Linked DNA regions of Mus musculus: regions 2 and 3 are each linked to region 1. Evidence: chromatin contacts called from public HiCAR-type data. All regions are on one chromosome and are shown on one strand. The core of a region is the stretch at or near the end of the contact, and the rest is flanking DNA. Distances in the headings are between cores, read along the strand shown. Region 1 overlaps Gm30373 (a long non-coding RNA gene). Region 2 has its middle 63 kb from the start of Gm36799. Region 3 has its middle 25 kb from the start of D630033O11Rik.

Region 1 (2,757 bases), core at 223-2,722:
CGCTGGTTTGTGGAGAGCCACCAATATCTTGCCTATCACTAGGCTCGGGATCCCAGTGATAGTGAGATATCAGGCAGCTTCTGATAGCCGAGCCCAAGGAATCTTTATGAATCCCATAGCAGCCTAGCCAGCCTCCCTAGCCTTCGGTCACATCTCTGTCCTTCCTTCTGGGATGGGGACAGGTGCAGGGAGAGGGGGCAGATGGAATCCTCGGGTTAAGTCTAGCTATGCTCATTGCCAACCCTTGGAGACCTTTCTTCTTCGACATCCCTGCTCCTCAGCAGGTGAGGGATCCTAAGGACCCTTATGCATCTTGTAATCACCAGATTGATGTACCAGATAGAACTCTAAGCCTAGATTAGGGCTTGTTCCCAGCTTTGTTGATTGCCAGCTGCATGACCTTGGTTAAGTGAGCACCTGGGTTTTGCCATCTGGCTGCTGGGAGAGACTTGCCTGTCCAGAAGGTTGTAATGAAGGTGAGATAGTCTCGGGGAACATACAGAGTGGGTACCTGCTGGAAGGGCTAACTCTTGTTATAGAGACGGGAGGTATGAGGGCTACCAGTCCTTCATAGTCACTTAAGCAGACATGAATGCAGCGCTTCCGCCTTGTGCTCACGGCTGTGCACAGCTTTGGGAGAACTGGAGGGACCAAAGTGACCTTGTTCCTGCATTCACGGAGTCATGAATGGATGGACGAGATGGGCTCAAACCCACAGGAAGTAAAGTTAAATAGCAAACAGGAGACAGAGTACAGAAGATGTCAGCAGACTGCTCATGATGAATACCTGCTGATCGGGAGAGATGGGAAAGGCCGTGAGCTGGCCATAGAGGCTGAGGTGTGGGAACAGGGTAGCCGTGGTACTGGTAGCCTAGCCAGGGTAGACATGGTAGAGGTCGTGGCTGTGGTTCTGGAGGGAACCAGCCTGGGCTGGTGCAGGCTGCATGGCCCCATCTCCAGCAGCACCCAAGTATGATCTTGGGCTGAATTCTAGGAGCTGCTCTTGATTATGGTCAATGCTACCAGCTTGGGGGTGGGTCGGGGAAGAGACCATCTGGAGGTGTCCTGTCGCTTGTGTGGGGCTGTAGCTGGCATCAGCTGTGGCCACCTGGCATCTGACCCAATCCTCTCCCAGAGAACAGTTTGTGTGTGGACAGAGGGGTGAACAGGATGGCACACTGAGCAACGGGTCCCCATGTCACACTGGGGATGGCTGGTGGGAGGAGCTGTACTGTCAGCTTGGGCATTGACCCCAGGAGCCCATTAGGACAACACAGAGCCTGGGGCTGATCCAGCGGGATCCTGTGGATGGAAGGCATGATGAGGACTGTCACCACCCTGTCCTAATGTCACCTTTGGGAAATGTAAAACTGCCAAGAGCTTGTGAAAGCTGCCACAGCCAGTGGATGACAGATGCACACTAGGTTGTGAGCTCTGTGTCCTGCTGAGCCTGCCGTCACCATGTCCAGGAATGTTGTGCCTTGCACTACTCGGCCAGCATTTCCATATTGTCCTACAGCAGAGGCAGTCAAGGACCTGAGGCTGTCATGGGATGAGGGGCAGGGAGGGCCCCATGGCTCCTGCTTTACCCTTTCCCTTTGCAGAACTAAAGCTTGAACCACATCAAAGGTATGCCCAGGGTGGCCAGCTTTGCACGTTAGTCCTGAGTCTGCCACCTGTCCCCATTCATCTTGGCTCTCAGAGACTCCCGAGGGAGGGCTTGAGGTGGCAGGAGAGGATATTGGAGGATAGTGCTCAGAACGGCAATGCCATTTTCTGAAACAGTTGACCTCTGTGACCTTCCTCTGCCACAGAAGCTGCCATCCTGGGTGCCAGATTCTGGTCCTAGAGACCTGGCTAGTTCTGCCCCTCTCCCTGTCTGCCTGTGCTCAGTGATGCTACCCTGCCTAGCTGTCTGCCTAGAACAGAGAGCCTTGGCTGGTCCCTTGGGTCCTGGGTACTGGGACAGCCTGTCTACTCCACTGTGCCCATCCCCCACAGCACAGAGCAAGGCTCACTCAGATTAATTAATCTGCTGCCCAGCCCGCTCCTCCAGCTTATCTTTTATTCATGGACAAGCGGCGTTCTTCGCTTTACTAGGACGGGCATCAATATTTCATCTCGCTTAGCCCTGCCAGCTCCTGGCTTCTCTCCACCCCCACTCTGCTTCCCACTGGCTTTAGGACCTGGAGGGCTGGGTATGCTGGCCAGCCTAGAGTCATCAGATGCCAGGCTGCCTTCTTGGGCCCCTGACCTGTTCTCCACACAATCCCTGGCAGAGCAGGGCCCCGCCTGGAGACCTTCCTTCGTAAGTAAACTAGAGAGGCGTGGGGGATGGGGCTACAGGGCACAGGGGATGGGATGCGATGTCTTGAGGGATGCTGGAGCACTTCTGGGCCAGGTGTGGCTGACACAAGCATGTCTTTGCCAGGTTGCTAGGATTCAAGATGAGGGCTTATTTTTTGTATGTTTGTTTGTTTGTTTGTTTGTTTGTTTTAAGTGCCCAGTGCTAGTCCTGGCATGATGTAAGAGACCCTTTAGGCCAGAAATCTTACTAATTTCCCTGACTCCTGTGCCTAAGTGGGAAGAATGAGATGCGAGCATGGACTGACCCAGGAGCACCTGGACCATCGATCTCATCTCATTAGCTCCTAGACCCTCAGCCTTGCCCGTGGGTGCTCAGAACTCTAGGGGCTGAACTTTTACATTTGCTGGGGCTCAGAGCTGCCCACAGGGACCTTCTGGAAGGGAACAAAT
Region 2 (2,832 bases), core at 238-2,737, 550 kb after region 1:
GTTAGAGAGCACGGAGCTGGCCTGGAACTCTTTTGGAAAGCTGATCCCTAACTCTTTGTTCTTAAAGGCTAGACCCCAGGGCCTAGGCTGTTCAGCCTGCAAAAAGATGAGCTACAATCCCTTGTGATTCTAGAATCTGAAACTTGATTTATTTATTAACTGAGAAGAAGTTATCAAATCCACTCAACATGTTGTCAAAGAGACAGAAAAGCATAGGATTTCAACAGCCGACAGTTGAAAATGGTGACATGAGAGGAAAATTTTAAATAAATATTTGATGTTAATGCCCAACTGATTCCAGTGTGAGTGATAGATCAATTACACAGGGGACAAGCTCAAATACATGTGATAAGGACTATACTAAAAAAGATGGGATAAGAAGAGAGACAGAGCCGGGCGGTGGTCGTGCACACTTTTAATCCCAGCACTTGGGAGGCAGAGGCAGGTGGATTTCTGAGTTCAAGGCCAGCCTGGTCTACAGAGTGAGTTCCAGGACAGCCAGGGCTACACAGAGAAACCCTGTCTTGAAAAAAAAAAGAGGAAGAAGAAGAAGAAGAAGAAGAAGAAGAAGAAGAAGAAGGAGGAGGAGGAGGAGGAGGAGGAGGAGGAGGAGGAGGAGGAGGAGGAGGAGGAGGAGGAGGAGAAGGAGGAGGAGGAGGAGGAGAAGGAGAAGGAGAAGGAGAAGGAGAAGGAGAAGGAGAAGGAGAAGGAGAAGGAGAAGGAGAAGGAGAAGGAGAAGGAGAAGGAGGAGAAGAGAGACAGAACCCCAAGAAAAGCCCAACCCCAACTTTAGCCTCCAGATCCCAGTGCCTGAGATGTCTGGGGTAGTCGGCTTCAGGAAAATCAAACTTTGCTGCTAGAGTTCAGGTCTTGGTTCTATGTGAACATGGGGGAGCAATTAAACCCTCCATTTCTGTGTCTGTTTTCTCACCTGTAAAATGGGTGAGTAGCCCCTACCTATAACATAGGCATGAGGATCAAATGAGTTGCTACAACCCTTTGATAGATGGGTTTCTGCTCCATGCCCACATTCTCTCCAGAAATCTACTAAGGGGCCTCAGAGATGGCTCAGCAGAAAGGGTGATTGTTGCACAGCTATGAGGCCCAGAGTTCAGATCCCAGCACACACATAACAAGCCAGGTGTCTTGTGCATGGTAAGCAGCAACAGGAGGATTTCAGGGTCTTGCCAGCTTTCATCCTGGCTAAGAGAATTTGAGCTGAAGTTTCAGGGATAGACTCTGCCACAAAGGATCTCTGAGACTAAAATTAAAAAAAAAAACAAAAAACCTCCAAAAAACAAAAAGCCAAAACCAACCAACCAAACAAACAAAAACTAATAATGCATGTGCCGAAGTTTTCGAGGAGAGTGTCGTTAAGGCTGTGGAGCTGGAAGAAGGGAGAGATTTGAACAGCACAGACAGGGAAGAAGACATTGAAGACAAGGTGGGCGGGGCCAAGGGCCTGGGAATGTGTGGGGATGACATGGGGTATGTGGATCTAACAAGATGGATACGGTGTTCAGAGAGAACAATGAGACTCCGGTCCTCTTTGACAGGAACAAAACATCCAACATGAACAACTTCAAAGGAAGTAAGCTGATTTGACCCACAGGTTCAGAGCTTTCTGTCTCTGGTTGGCTGGAGCCATTGCTCAGGAGCCTTGTGGTGAGGCAGAAATGCCATCCTTTCCCTGACTCCCTGTTCCCTCTCTCTCGAAAACCCACCTTCTGTGTCCCCACCCCAAACTCCCCCCAGAGGCAGCGGTCCTGATCCCTACTTGCGATCCACTGAAATCCTATTAAGCTGCTCGCAAAAGTACAGATGCCTGCCGGGAGATTTCCCCCACCCCCCTCGAGGTAGGCTCAGCTCTCAGAACAGAGACAGGCTGGGACTGAAACGCCTGTCCACAATGCTCTGAGCAGAGGCTGACTCCTATCATGATTTCCCGGAGTTCTTGGGAAACGTAAAGCCTTTTCGCTCCCTGTTCTTATCTCACCCGACCTCCAGTTTTATTCTGGAGCCTTTGATACCTTTCCCATCTTTTGAATACTGGATGGTTCACCTGCTTAGAGTCTCCTCTACCCCAGACAGGCAAACCAATGTTGCCACTGGTTTTGAATTAAAAATTGCCCAGAGACCTCACAAAGGCTCTTGCAATCTCCACCATTCCCTCCTGTTCTGTCTTGGAAGATATTGGAACGTGTTCTGCCATATTTCTGTGAGGATCACACATACACACCAGCAGCAGCAGTAGCAGCAGCAGCAGCAGCAGCAGCAGCAGCAGCAGCAGCAGCAGCAGCAGCAGCAGAATTCAGCTAGGGTGTACTGGAGTAAGGAAGATGCATATTTACTGAGCTCAGTGTAAATGTTCCACACTTGGTAGCATTATCTCATTTAATCCATCAGTAGGAGGTTCTGAATTCCCTCAGGGGACTCCTTTGGATTCTGGGTAGTTACACAAAGAAGTCCTGGGATTTTAAAAGCTTTGAAGACATCTAGTTTCCTCGAATTCCCTCTCCACTTCCCCTCTGCCACTTTCCTGGATGTTGAACCCCAGGTCTCAAAGCCACCTCAGCCAAGTCACCTGGAGGGATATTTGCATAATGGACAGGGAGATCCCAAGGTCCTGGCAAGCTTGGGTAAATCTAAGCAACCTCAAAAGATGCTAATGCCACCTAAAATTGAGACCTCTGTAGCAGCAGGTCCACTCAAAAGTCACCATCAGCAGGACCACGGGATCAAAGAGAGAGGGTAGCTGATGCAGTCCTTAGCACCTGTCAGGTCAGCAGGTCAAATTTCCTCCTCGCCACCTTGTAACTGGCAGGCTTTTAG
Region 3 (2,738 bases), core at 27-2,526, 690 kb after region 1:
CCAGTGCCAGGTATGATCCATCAGGATGGGCTGCCTGGCATACTGTGGCCACATCTCAGCCCCCTTACCCATCACAGATGTATACAGACAAGGGACAAGCCCTGCCAAGGCCAGCTAGCAAAGGGTCCCAGGAGTGGGAACAGGTAGGGCAGGGAGACCATTGGCACCTGAGCTCCAGGACACTGGCTCAGGAGCCCCAACTCCTTGGGCCAGCTCCAGCATGTTACAAGGAGAGGTCCCACCCTGCTTCTGGGCAGGATCCCAGCGCAGGAGGCCACCCCACCCCCAGGGCCCTGAATCACCCAGCCGGTGGCTGCTTGATTTACCCAGATCATTCTTGGCTCCGGCTGCTCCTCTTCAGGATGAAGGGAGAAAACAAGGGCTGGTGTGGAGCCAGCTCCCCTGAAAACAGTTAGGGCACATGATCAGAGCCACAGATGCATAAGGCCACACCTGACTTTTTCTCAAACAATTTCCTCCTTGAAGAAGCGTGCATAGGGGAGAGGAAGGGAAGATATCTGGGCCAAGGTCCCTTAGGACACTCCTATAGGGGCTGGGCAGGTGGCAAAGGGACTCAAAAGAGTGAAGACAACAGTCACACCCTAGCTAAGTCTGGAATAGAGGACTGGGGTAGCATCTAGCTCCATGGCTCTAACTCGAGTTGCCCAAGCCACTGAGATCACTACAGCTCATTGTCTCCTGTTTAAGAATAGAAGGGTCACAGTCATTCCAAATCATCCCAGGTGACACAGATCTGCTTCTCCTGTTTGCAGAGCAGGCTTGCCAAAACAAAACCAAAAACAAACAAACAAACAGATGTGGCCATTCAACTTTCTCTTGCCTCACCTGAGATGGTATATAACTCTCTCCATCCTACGAACCATTATCGGCTTGGGGTCCAAACTCTGCTTCCAGTAAAACACAGTAAGTTCCCTTCTAACTATGTGGCATTGGGAAAGCGGTCCCCTTTCTAGCAATGGCCAGCCTTTCTTTGGCTGGTGTTCCATGCTAGACCTTGGGCTAAGCATCTGTCCCCTTGACTGGCACAACCTGCTGGTACATCCCATTTCACAGGTGAAGAAACTGAGGCTTTGTGGGGTAATGGAAGACTTCTAGAAAGTGCAACTAGAAGGTGGGCAGTAGCTGAGCTTGGGCCATTGCTCCTCTCCTGTAGGGGCTGGTGGCGCGTGAATGGGCTCTGCCTTTAACACCAGCAAGGCTTTGCTCCCAGGCCCTGCAGTGAACCAAAGTGTAGTACCCATTTTTACCACAGGGTGTCTCCACACCACCGCTCAACCAGCCTCCCAGGGCAGGCTCAGCCAACTCCTCCCTGCGCTGGGTCTGGTTCCAGCCTACGTCTGCTTTGTCAGACTCTTTCTCCAGCAAGGCCTGAGGACAGCTGGGTGGCCTGGAACAGAAGTCTTGCTTCCCATAAAGGCCCCTAGCCTAAAGCCCTAGGTGGCTTCCTCTCTGACCTTTCTCGATCTCACCATCTTTGTGATCTATTGAAAGCCTCTGGCCAGTGTCAAAGCTCCCATCCAGCCGCGGGAAAAAGCCTAAAGAACAAGATGAAGTGCTCACTACCGAACAGTGGAAGCGCGCCATTAGTTTGGGGCCAACCAATGTTACATAGTTCCAGATCAGCGGGGGCTGCAGAGCAAGACCCTGAGCCAAAACATTGAGGGGAATAATAATAATCACAACAATGATAATGATGAAGAGAAGCAAGGGGTCATGGCAAGAGAAGAGGAAAGGAAAGAGAGAGAAGAGAAGCAACTAGGTATGATAGTTCAGACCTGTAATCCCAGTACATGGGAGGCTAAGGCAGGTGGATTGCTGAGTTCGAGACCAGCCATAACTACATAGGAAGACCCTGTTTCACAAAAATAAGAGAGAGAGAAAGAGCTTAAAGCCAAGGTGCAGACCTGTAATTCAGAATGTGGAGGTAGAGACAAGGGCAGTAAGAGATGGAGACTCTTACTACTCAGTCTGGACTACATGAGACCTTGTGTCCAAATGAGGAGGGGATGATGGAAAAGGAAGAAGAAAGGAAAAAAGCCTAAGGAGACTCTAGGTCCTCTGCGAGCCTTTGTCAGCTTGGAGACAGGCTCAGGCCTTGCTCTGGGACCCCTCTCAGTCTGGCATCATGACTGCTGGCTTCTAGTTCCCCGTATCTCACATGTTCTTAGAAGCCCCTCTGTGATGGTCATCAGAAGAGGTATAATGAGAGATTCCACAAGCCTATGTAAATAGGAACCATTCTGGAAGTCCTTTATTGCAATAGAAATGTTGATTGCCAAGGTGCGGACACTGAAGCTAGGTTGATAAGCTTTTCCAAAGCCACTCTGAAGTCAGCAGAGGTCACATGAGCACAGCCATTCTCCCAAAAAGCCACACTTGACCTTGGAATTGCCTGCTTCCTAGTCCAGGTGCGACCTATTCCAGGGTGCTAACAGAGAAGAAAGAGCCAGGGATTCTGCAGTTAAGGAGGTCGGGAGCCAGGGTAGGTGAAGGCTGGCTACTAACAGATCAGGACTGGAGCAGGAGGCCAGGAAGGCTGGCTCCCAGAGCTGTGTGGAGGACCTGACTGGAGAGACTGGCTGGCTGTGTGAAGCCACTGTGAATGTAGAGGAGAGAGGGGTGCTTCCTACAGTGCCTCTGCAAAGGCCACAATAGAGGACGCTTTCCCTAGAAACCTGACCAACCCCATCAGCCTCAGCCACAGCCCTGCCTCCCTG

What was found. HiCAR-type assays count read pairs that join an accessible place to other places.
Region 2: a HiCAR-type map of astrocytes shows a contact between it and region 1, with 4 times the contacts expected there. The contact joins two enhancer-like sites. A contact is called at or near these places in 1 of 484 Hi-C or Micro-C datasets (embryonic stem cells), 3 of 115 datasets of contacts at active chromatin or transcription factors (astrocytes, embryonic basal ganglia and embryonic midbrain) and 1 of 9 other capture datasets (embryonic stem cells).
Region 3: a HiCAR-type map of astrocytes shows a contact between it and region 1, with 6 times the contacts expected there. The contact joins two enhancer-like sites. A contact is called at or near these places in 2 of 15 datasets of contacts at CTCF or cohesin (the NIH/3T3 cell line and embryonic stem cells), 4 of 484 Hi-C or Micro-C datasets (the N1E-115 cell line, cortical neurons and palatal mesenchyme) and 4 of 115 datasets of contacts at active chromatin or transcription factors (astrocytes, embryonic basal ganglia, embryonic midbrain and 1 more).

What each region holds. Positions count from the first base shown.
Region 1 is chr9:43,969,551-43,972,307 of GRCm38.p6, reverse strand. Gm30373 (a long non-coding RNA gene) reads left to right here. Exons shown (of 2, transcript XR_003948148.1): 1 at 1-2,308. Among named protein-coding and RNA genes, the nearest start is that of Gm30373, 3.2 kb to the left of the region's middle. Within about 2 kb of position 1,472, at least 19 of the 459 cell types and tissues checked have an H3K27ac peak or open chromatin away from gene starts, as enhancers often do.
Region 2 is chr9:43,419,181-43,422,012 of GRCm38.p6, reverse strand. No RefSeq gene overlaps it. Among named protein-coding and RNA genes, the nearest start is that of Gm36799, 63 kb to the right of the region's middle. Within about 2 kb of position 1,487, at least 5 of the 459 cell types and tissues checked have an H3K27ac peak or open chromatin away from gene starts, as enhancers often do.
Region 3 is chr9:43,283,034-43,285,771 of GRCm38.p6, reverse strand. No RefSeq gene overlaps it. Among named protein-coding and RNA genes, the nearest start is that of D630033O11Rik, 25 kb to the right of the region's middle. Within about 2 kb of position 1,276, at least 41 of the 459 cell types and tissues checked have an H3K27ac peak or open chromatin away from gene starts, as enhancers often do.